2 separate regions of the Mus musculus genome follow, and region 2 is linked to region 1. Evidence: chromatin contacts called from public HiChIP or PLAC-seq data. All regions are on one chromosome and are shown on one strand. Each heading gives the region's core, a stretch centred on a gene start, on an enhancer-like site or on the middle of the called end of the contact. The rest is flanking DNA. Distances are from core to core; before and after follow the strand shown.

Evidence for each region. HiChIP or PLAC-seq counts read pairs in DNA pulled down with a chosen protein or histone mark.
Region 2: a RAD21 HiChIP or PLAC-seq map of pro-B cells shows a contact between it and region 1, with 4 times the contacts expected there. The contact joins two enhancer-like sites. A contact is called at or near these places in 1 of 15 datasets of contacts at CTCF or cohesin (pro-B cells), 8 of 484 Hi-C or Micro-C datasets (the C10 cell line, the G1E-ER4 cell line, adipose-derived mesenchymal stem cells and 3 more), 5 of 115 datasets of contacts at active chromatin or transcription factors (all in embryonic stem cells) and 1 of 9 other capture datasets (embryonic stem cells).

Annotation. Positions count from the first base shown.
Region 1 is chr5:12,563,177-12,567,113 of GRCm38.p6, forward strand. Sema3d (sema domain, immunoglobulin domain (Ig), short basic domain, secreted, (semaphorin) 3D) reads left to right here. Exons shown (of 18, transcript NM_028882.4): 12 at 1-195; 13 at 2,769-2,857. Among named protein-coding and RNA genes, the nearest start is that of Sema3d, 180 kb to the left of the region's middle. Within about 2 kb of position 1,860, at least 2 of the 459 cell types and tissues checked have an H3K27ac peak or open chromatin away from gene starts, as enhancers often do. A contact at or near this core is called in pro-B cells, where this site is marked.
Region 2 is chr5:12,876,140-12,880,076 of GRCm38.p6, forward strand. No RefSeq gene overlaps it. Among named protein-coding and RNA genes, the nearest start is that of Gm52804, 270 kb to the right of the region's middle. Within about 2 kb of position 1,617, at least 26 of the 459 cell types and tissues checked have an H3K27ac peak or open chromatin away from gene starts, as enhancers often do. A contact at or near this core is called in pro-B cells, where this site is marked.

The DNA of each region.
Region 1 (3,937 bases), core at 610-3,109:
TTAAGTCCACCCGAGACTTTCCAGACGATGTTATCAGTTTCATAAGGCGGCACCCTGTGATGTATAAGTCCGTGTACCCAGTGGCAGGAGCACCGACCTTCAAGAGAATCAACGTGGATTACAGACTGACGCAGATAGTGGTGGATCACGTGGTCGCTGAAGACGGGCAGTATGATGTCATGTTTCTCGGAACAGGTATGATCAGACCACACTTTCAACCAAAGAAACTATTTGTTAATGGAGAAATAAAACAAAAACCTGCAAAATGTTTGTCATCCAAAGTCAAATAAATATTAAGTAATACCTTGCCAGCTTTTCCTGAACTTGTATAGGTGGTACATTTAAATAATGATCAGCAATGTCTGCCATCCACACTGAAGTTTTAAAATGCATATATTGTCGATGTTTTTCACACTGTTCCAGACTAGTTGCTCAAAACGTATCTGTCTAATCATGGAGGAATAAAAGTAAGTAAGGTGAGGCTGTGTCTCCATGTTTACCTGTTGTTGCTACAACCGGATGCTGGGAAATTCTATCCATAATTCTCCGTTCACTAGCCTGGAAATCAGAGACTTGTTAGCCTACAGACAGTTCTTAGAATCATTAAGCATTACTTGGTAAATGCTTTCAAATAAAACTTCTTGGAAGTTTACTTTCTTGTCCATGAATTTTGAAGATTAAAGTTAATTTTGTGGAGACTGGAGAGATGACTCAGCACTTAAGAGCACTAACTCCTCTTCCAGAGGACCTGTATTCAATTCTCAGCATGACCATAGCAGCTCACAACTGTCTGTACCTCCAGATCTGGCACCCTCATGTATGCATACATACAACCAAAACACTCATGCACATAAAATAAATATAAATAAATTATTTTAAAAATTAACTTGTTGGATTCTTATTAATACAGTTTATTGTGTGTCAACTTTGTAATTAAAATATGATCAAAATAACATGTTTTTGGTCAAGTGTGATAATGAAAACCTATAATTTTAGGCTAAAGAGGAAAATCACAAGTCCAAGACTATCCTAAGGAATAGTAATGGACCTATCTGTCGGTCTGTCTCTATATCTGACTGTTTGTCTATCTGCCAATAGATACATATTGATATGTATATATATATACACACACACACATATATATATATATATGTGTGTGTTTGTGTGTGTGTGTCACACACACACATGATACAAATAAACATCAGCTAATAGTTTGCCAACATTTTTAAATTGTATATTATATGCTTTTAAATGATAAGGAATATATATATATATATACATATGTGTAAATAGAGAGACACATATATGCATACATATATGCACATACATTTTACATAAATAATGTTGCATATTTGGTGATTTCTAAATTAAGAAAAATGTTATGCAACAACAGTGTTCTGGGACAGAAAAGACAACGTGTACCCTTAGGACTTCATCCTATAGTATATGTGTTCTTTGAGGAGTTTTAGTTGTTATTTTATTGGAACAGGTTCTTTAGAATATAAAATGATTTTAGAATTATTTAGCCCTTAAGCACTATCACGGTTCTGCAAATTTAGGCTTATTATGAGAAGGACCATGTAGTAACTCCTAGGGCCAGTAAACAGCTCCTGTGAGGCCTAATGATATCATAGAGGGCAAGTGCAAAACAGATAATCTAAGAGATGTTCCATTTCTGAGAATGCAGCAATGACTACCTAAGGGTCAGGACTTTAATTAGTCTCCTATTAACTCTCATGAGCTAAATTTAATTGTTCTGTCCAGGCAAAGCTCACTCACAGGCTGGTAACAGTTCTCTATCGTAGGCAGCCCTCAGCCACAGGCTGGTAACAGCTCACTATCATAGGCAGCCCTCAGCCACTAGGTGGTACTGCCTAACCTTTCCTCAGAAAAATATGATTATTTTAAAAGTTTTGTACTGTAAAATGTATTTAACAGTTTTGAACATCCTAGAGTGATTTTTAAAAATTAAATAATCTAGGCATTTTCTACATATAGTGGTATCACTATCTGTCCCTATTCTCCAGGCCTACTGCTGAAATCTAAAGATGTATTTTCAATGGATTAATTGCAGATTGACAGATCCATTTTAGTTTTTTCTAGTGTGTTTTTATTATCTTTCTATGCTCGAATGCTACACACTCACACTGTACTCACTATAACAAAATTTAAGATATCTTTCCTAAGCATAACTTTTGTTGCACATCATTAAACTTGTATTTTCTTTTGAGTTTGAACTGAAGTCATTTGAATAAATTTTAATTTTTATCTCGTTAACAATCATTATCTGAACTTAGGGTTAGTTTCTTCAAGGAAAGATTGTCAGTGTTTGCTGGGCAATTGTTAACATTTTAAAAAAGACTATATATACTACTGTTATAATAAATCAGATATAATTACTAGGTAAATCTTAGTATTGCAGGGAAATCTTATGGCAGGGAATATATATCATATGTATATCATAAATTATATATATAATTTTAGCATAGTTTCCCATTCAAAAATAAAAATACATTTATTTCACCTCGGTTATTTTAATCAATATTTAAATTAGCCATATATATGTAGTTAAAAGTATTTTTAATATAATCTTTTAGTCTCTTTATATGTAAGTGTCTATTTTGGAAGGGCAACATCATATAAGTAGTCTTCATTTCTCACTAATTTATTTGACCAGATACATTAAAAGTGGGGAAATTTCCAGAAATATGCATTCAACTAAATATTGAAGTGAAAGCAGTGGGGTTATGGGTCATTTTTTTTTTCAGACATTGGAACAGTCCTGAAAGTTGTGAGCATCTCCAAGGAGAAGTGGAATATGGAAGAGGTCGTACTGGAGGAGCTTCAGGTATTCAAGGTGAGAAGGGGCGCTGGGCCCCAGACAGAGCGCGAGCTCGCTGTCCCACTGTTGCTCATGGGGCTTCTTGTCTTTTCTCTGCTTTTCCTGGGGAAGTCGCTGAAATGAGCTTCAATGGTTCCTCTGGCCTAAGCAAAGAAGGCCATATCCGAGTGGGAAAGGCACTCACTTCCGGTGCTGTGAACCATTGGCAGGAGCTGCCAGGTTTGCCTCTTCTTGCTGCATCACCCAAGGATATGGTCAGTCAAATTGCCACACTGAAGCATAGCTTGGAATCTCTTAATGCCTGGATGCTTTTCTGCTGTATGAGTGTTGCTTGGATTTTTTTCCCCAAATGAATTGGAGAAAACTGGAAAAGCTTATGAATCATGTATAGGAGCCCAGCGTTAATGAAATGAAACGAAGAAAAAGAATTAATGATAGCAAGTTATACATGCTACAGTCCTCTCAAAGGGAGTTAGTAGGCCTGGAGAAAGAGTTATTTGTTTTAAATTCTGCTTTTAACAGTAAATATATTTTTGTGTGGCATTCTTTGCATCTACTCTGTGGTATTTAGAATTATTTCCTGAAAAGTAAGACACTAGACATAAGGTTATATTTCTTAGAAACTGCGTTCCCTTATGTTTTTGTTTTGTTAAAAGGGTTTATTAAAAACTGTCTCCATGTAAACATGCATTTCCTGGAGAGTGGAGTCCTCAGCTGGGAAGGGCTAAAGTGTCATTATCATGCTGGGCTTGCAGGTTCCTGTTTACATTGTGATGATAATAGTGGTCAAGAAGTTAACAAGAACAAGACCAGCTATTTGGCCTCTGTAAAAACAGAATCTTGGGTGGTTCCTAAGGGAAAAGATGATGTCAAATGGAAGGGTGGAGGAAGCAGAGGCTTCAAGATTTTTTGTGTCACACACAGAAGTGCATGAGGACAGACAGTCTCCCATGAGTCTTGGTGCCAAGGATGGACTGTTTGACCTGTGACTGTTATCTCAGTTGGTTCTGACTTTTATTCTCCTCCTCCTCTTCCTCTTCCTCTCATCTACTCATTGACCAACCCATCAACCCATCCATGTACCCATCCATCCAT
Region 2 (3,937 bases), core at 367-2,866, 310 kb after region 1:
TTTTTCAATTTACTTGAATATAAACTTTGTAGTAAGATATGATGATTTTTTTAAAAGATTTATTTATTATATGTAAGTATACTGTAGCTGTCTTCAGACACTCCAGAAGAGGGAGTCAGATCTCGTTACGGATGGTTGTGAGCCACCATGTGGTTGCTGGGATTTGAACTCTGGACCTTCGGAAGAGCAGTCGGATGCTCTTACCCACTGAGCCATCTCACCAGCCCATGATGATTTTTTTTAAATATCATGGTTTCTCTTGTTATGTCTCCCTTTTCATTTCTGATTTTATTAATTCAGATACTTACTTTGTGCCCTCTGGTTAGTTTGGCTAAGGGTTTATCTATATTGCTGATTTTCTCAAAGAACCAGCTCCTGGTTGTTTTATTATTATTATTATTATTATTATTATTATTATTATTATTATTATTTTGTTATTATTATAGTTCTTTTGTTTCCATTTGGTTGATTTCGGCCCTGAGTTTGATTATTTCCTGCCATCTCCTCCCTTGAGTGTATTTGCTTCTTTTTGTTCTAGCACTTTCAGGTTTGCTGTCAAGCTGCTAGTTAATGCTTTCTCCAGTTTCTTTTTGGAGGCACTTAGAGCTGTGAATTTTCCTCTTACCACTGCTTTCATTGTGCCCCAAAAGTTTTGGTAAGATGTGTCTTCATTTTTATTATATTCTAAAAAGTCTTTAATTTCTTCCTAGACCAAGTTATCATTGAGTAGAACATTGTTAAGCTTCCATTTGTATGTGTGTTTTCAGGTTTGTTTGTTTGATTTTTCTAATTCAAGACCAGTCTAAGTCTGTGGTGATTTGATAGGGTGCATGGGATTATTTCAGTCTTCTTGTTTCTTTTGAGGCCTTTTATGTGACCAATTATATGGCCAATTTTGGAGAAGGTACATAAGGTGCTGAGAAGAATGTATATTATTTTTCTTTAAAATGAAATGTTTCATAAATATCTGTTAGATCCATTTGGTTCATAACTTCTCTTAGTTTCACTGTGTCTCAATTTAGTTTCTGTTTTCGTGATCTGTCCATTGCTGAGAGTAGAGTATTGAAGTCTCCCACTATTATTGTGCGAGGTGTGATGTGTGTTTTGAGCTTTGGTAAAGTTTCTTTTATGAATGTGGTTACCCTTGAATTTGGAGCATAGTTGTTCTGAATTGAGAGTTAACTTTGGTAGATTTTTCCTTTGACAAGTATGAAGTGTCTTTCCCTATCCTTTCTGACAACTTTTGGATGAAAGTCGATTTTATTCGATATTAAAATGGCTACTCCAGCTTGTTTCTTTGGACTATTTGCTTGAATAATTGTTTTCCAAGTTTTCTCTCTGAGGTAGTGTCTGTCTTTGTCACTGAGGTGGGTTTCCTGAATGCAGCAAAATTCTGAATCCTGTTTATGTATTCAGTCTGTTAGTGACCCGTCCAGCAGGTCCAGTTATTTGAGGGTCTCGAGGGGACCTTCTCCTAAGAACCAAATGGGGGGGGGGGTAGAGAGAGACAAGAACCTTGTGTAATGAATGACACATGGAAGCAGTCTGAGTAACATCAAGGTCCCAATGTATTGAGCAAGGCCCAAGGCTTAAATGTACAAGCAAAAGGGGAAGTGCCTTTCAGTAGGAGGGGTGGGGCAGTAGAATTGCACAAGCAAAAGGGGAAGTATTTATCAGTGGGAGGGGTGGGGCAATAGAAATTTTTCTTTTGGCAGCTACACGGGGAAGCAGGAACTTGGTGGTATCAGGGTGTGGTCAGGACATCTGGCGATGACTTAGGTCTGGAACATTCTGTGGTTGTTCTCGGAACGGTATGTCAGTGGCCCGCTTTTGACCCCCTTTTCTTCTCAGGGGGAGACAAGTAAATATCAGTACAATATGCTGTACTGCATAGAAGCAATAAGAACAACAAAAATATGCACCAGATTCTGTTTCATTTCCACCTTACATTAAGAAACATCATTGTGGCAAGTGAAAAGGCTGGCTGCATAGGGCAGCATGGTATTATTACTCTACCAAGAGGTTAGCTTTAGTGATTAGTGCTTTGTGGCTTGAACTGGGTATCCAAATAGATCCTAAACAATAAAGTCACTCAGATGCATATACAACTTATTTCAAGAGGAGACCTTCATCTAGAGCTCATATATTCCCCTACTGCAGTACAAATATGTGCATATATATTTATACATATGCATCTGAGCGATTTTTCTTCTGTGCCCAAGAATTAAAGTTTACTTTCATCAACATTTCTTAATAGAAAATGGAACGGCTGTATTGCTCTTTTTAAAAACTAAAGACATGATCTCTTTGTCTTTGAAGGCTTAGTGTAAGTCAACCATTTGCTAATTATTTTACCATTTAAAGACATTATGACACTAAAATAAAGTTTTCCTTACAGAAATTTTTCCTTAGTAGTTCATCCACAATAAAAACATCAAACAATCAACATGTTGCAAGAGTGCGTTTTCTGTGGTATGGAGGCAGAAAATAGCCTTTCCACCTTTAAGAATAACATATGCTGTAACTTGAAGAAAAAAGGTCCCTGAGGTATCCCAATACAGTGTCCTATAATTAAAATCAGATGTAGGCTTGACCCTTACACTCTCAGGTTCCCTCAAGATATTTGAAAAGAGATCGGATTGAGGATATTAGAAGTTTAACCTGTTGGAGTTCTCTTGGAAGGTGATGGGTAAATCTTTCAAGGAGGTGCTTGTGTCGGACATTTCAGAGGATGCTGTATTTTTGGGGTGTCTGGCCAGAGAAAGAGTTTCAAGTGTTGAAAATCTCTTTTGTGAGTTTGTGACAGTGACTGAAGTGATAGTAAGAGAATCACTGGCATATCTAAACTTCAGCACAATAGGCTGCGTGGCTTAGACAATGAAACAGGGAGAAGAATGATCTCCAGGTGCTCAATTTTATTTCCGGCTTGCATTACCATCATCGTGACAAGTGGAAAGCCTAACACTATAGGTCAGAATGATATTACTACTCTACCTAGAGGTAAGTTCTCCAATGGCTCAACTTTTATAACTCACTGTCTTTTTAAATGTATGTGTAGATTCTAAGGCGGATTGGCACGCTCCTCATAATATGTTAGCTAAACCATCACCCTGTACCCTTCTTGGTCCAAGTGAGCACTTAGCATCAAAAATAGAGTATGTTTTGTATATTTTGCTCAAATTTGTAACTTCCATCCTGTTGTGCAAGTTAATAATTGAATATATGAATACATGTGAGCACTGTTAAAGTTTGAAATAGACTGCAGATGATTTTTATGCAAGTCCTGATTTCTACATTATTGTTCAGTAAAATTAACACTAACAGGAGTCATGAGTCTGATTCTTCGCATCAGTAAGAGTTAATGACTTTCCCATCAATAGTAAATTATCTCAACCTTTCTCAGGAAATGTAAATGGTATCATGGTGAGAGAGTGATTATGTAAGTCAAAAAACATAAAAGTGCCAGCCATAAATAAGGCAAAAAAAAAATCATTCTTCTCCATTGGGATAAAATAACACTACATTCCTGAGATGCAGACAAGTTTTTGGAGAGTTGTTTCCTCTTAGAGTAGAGAGAAAAATAACTTTAAATAATTTATTGTTGCATTGACACAAATCACAGCCTTCAACATGAAAGGAGAAAATCTACTTTCAAATCAATTTTGCATTGACAAGTGTGGGACAAGAACTATGACAAGGAAAGTTATCCTCGATAAAGATTTATATCTCTGAGGATAAATGCATATTGTATTTTATATGTAATATTTTTATTTTTATCATGTACATATGTGTTCACTCTTTTTTTAGTTAAAAATTTTGGAAAACTTTGTGTAAGGTTATGCCTCACTCCAAAAAACAATCAATACCATTAAATGGAGTTGTAGAATTTATTTGATAAATGTAAGTATTATTACTTTTGTTGGTGGCATGCAGGAAT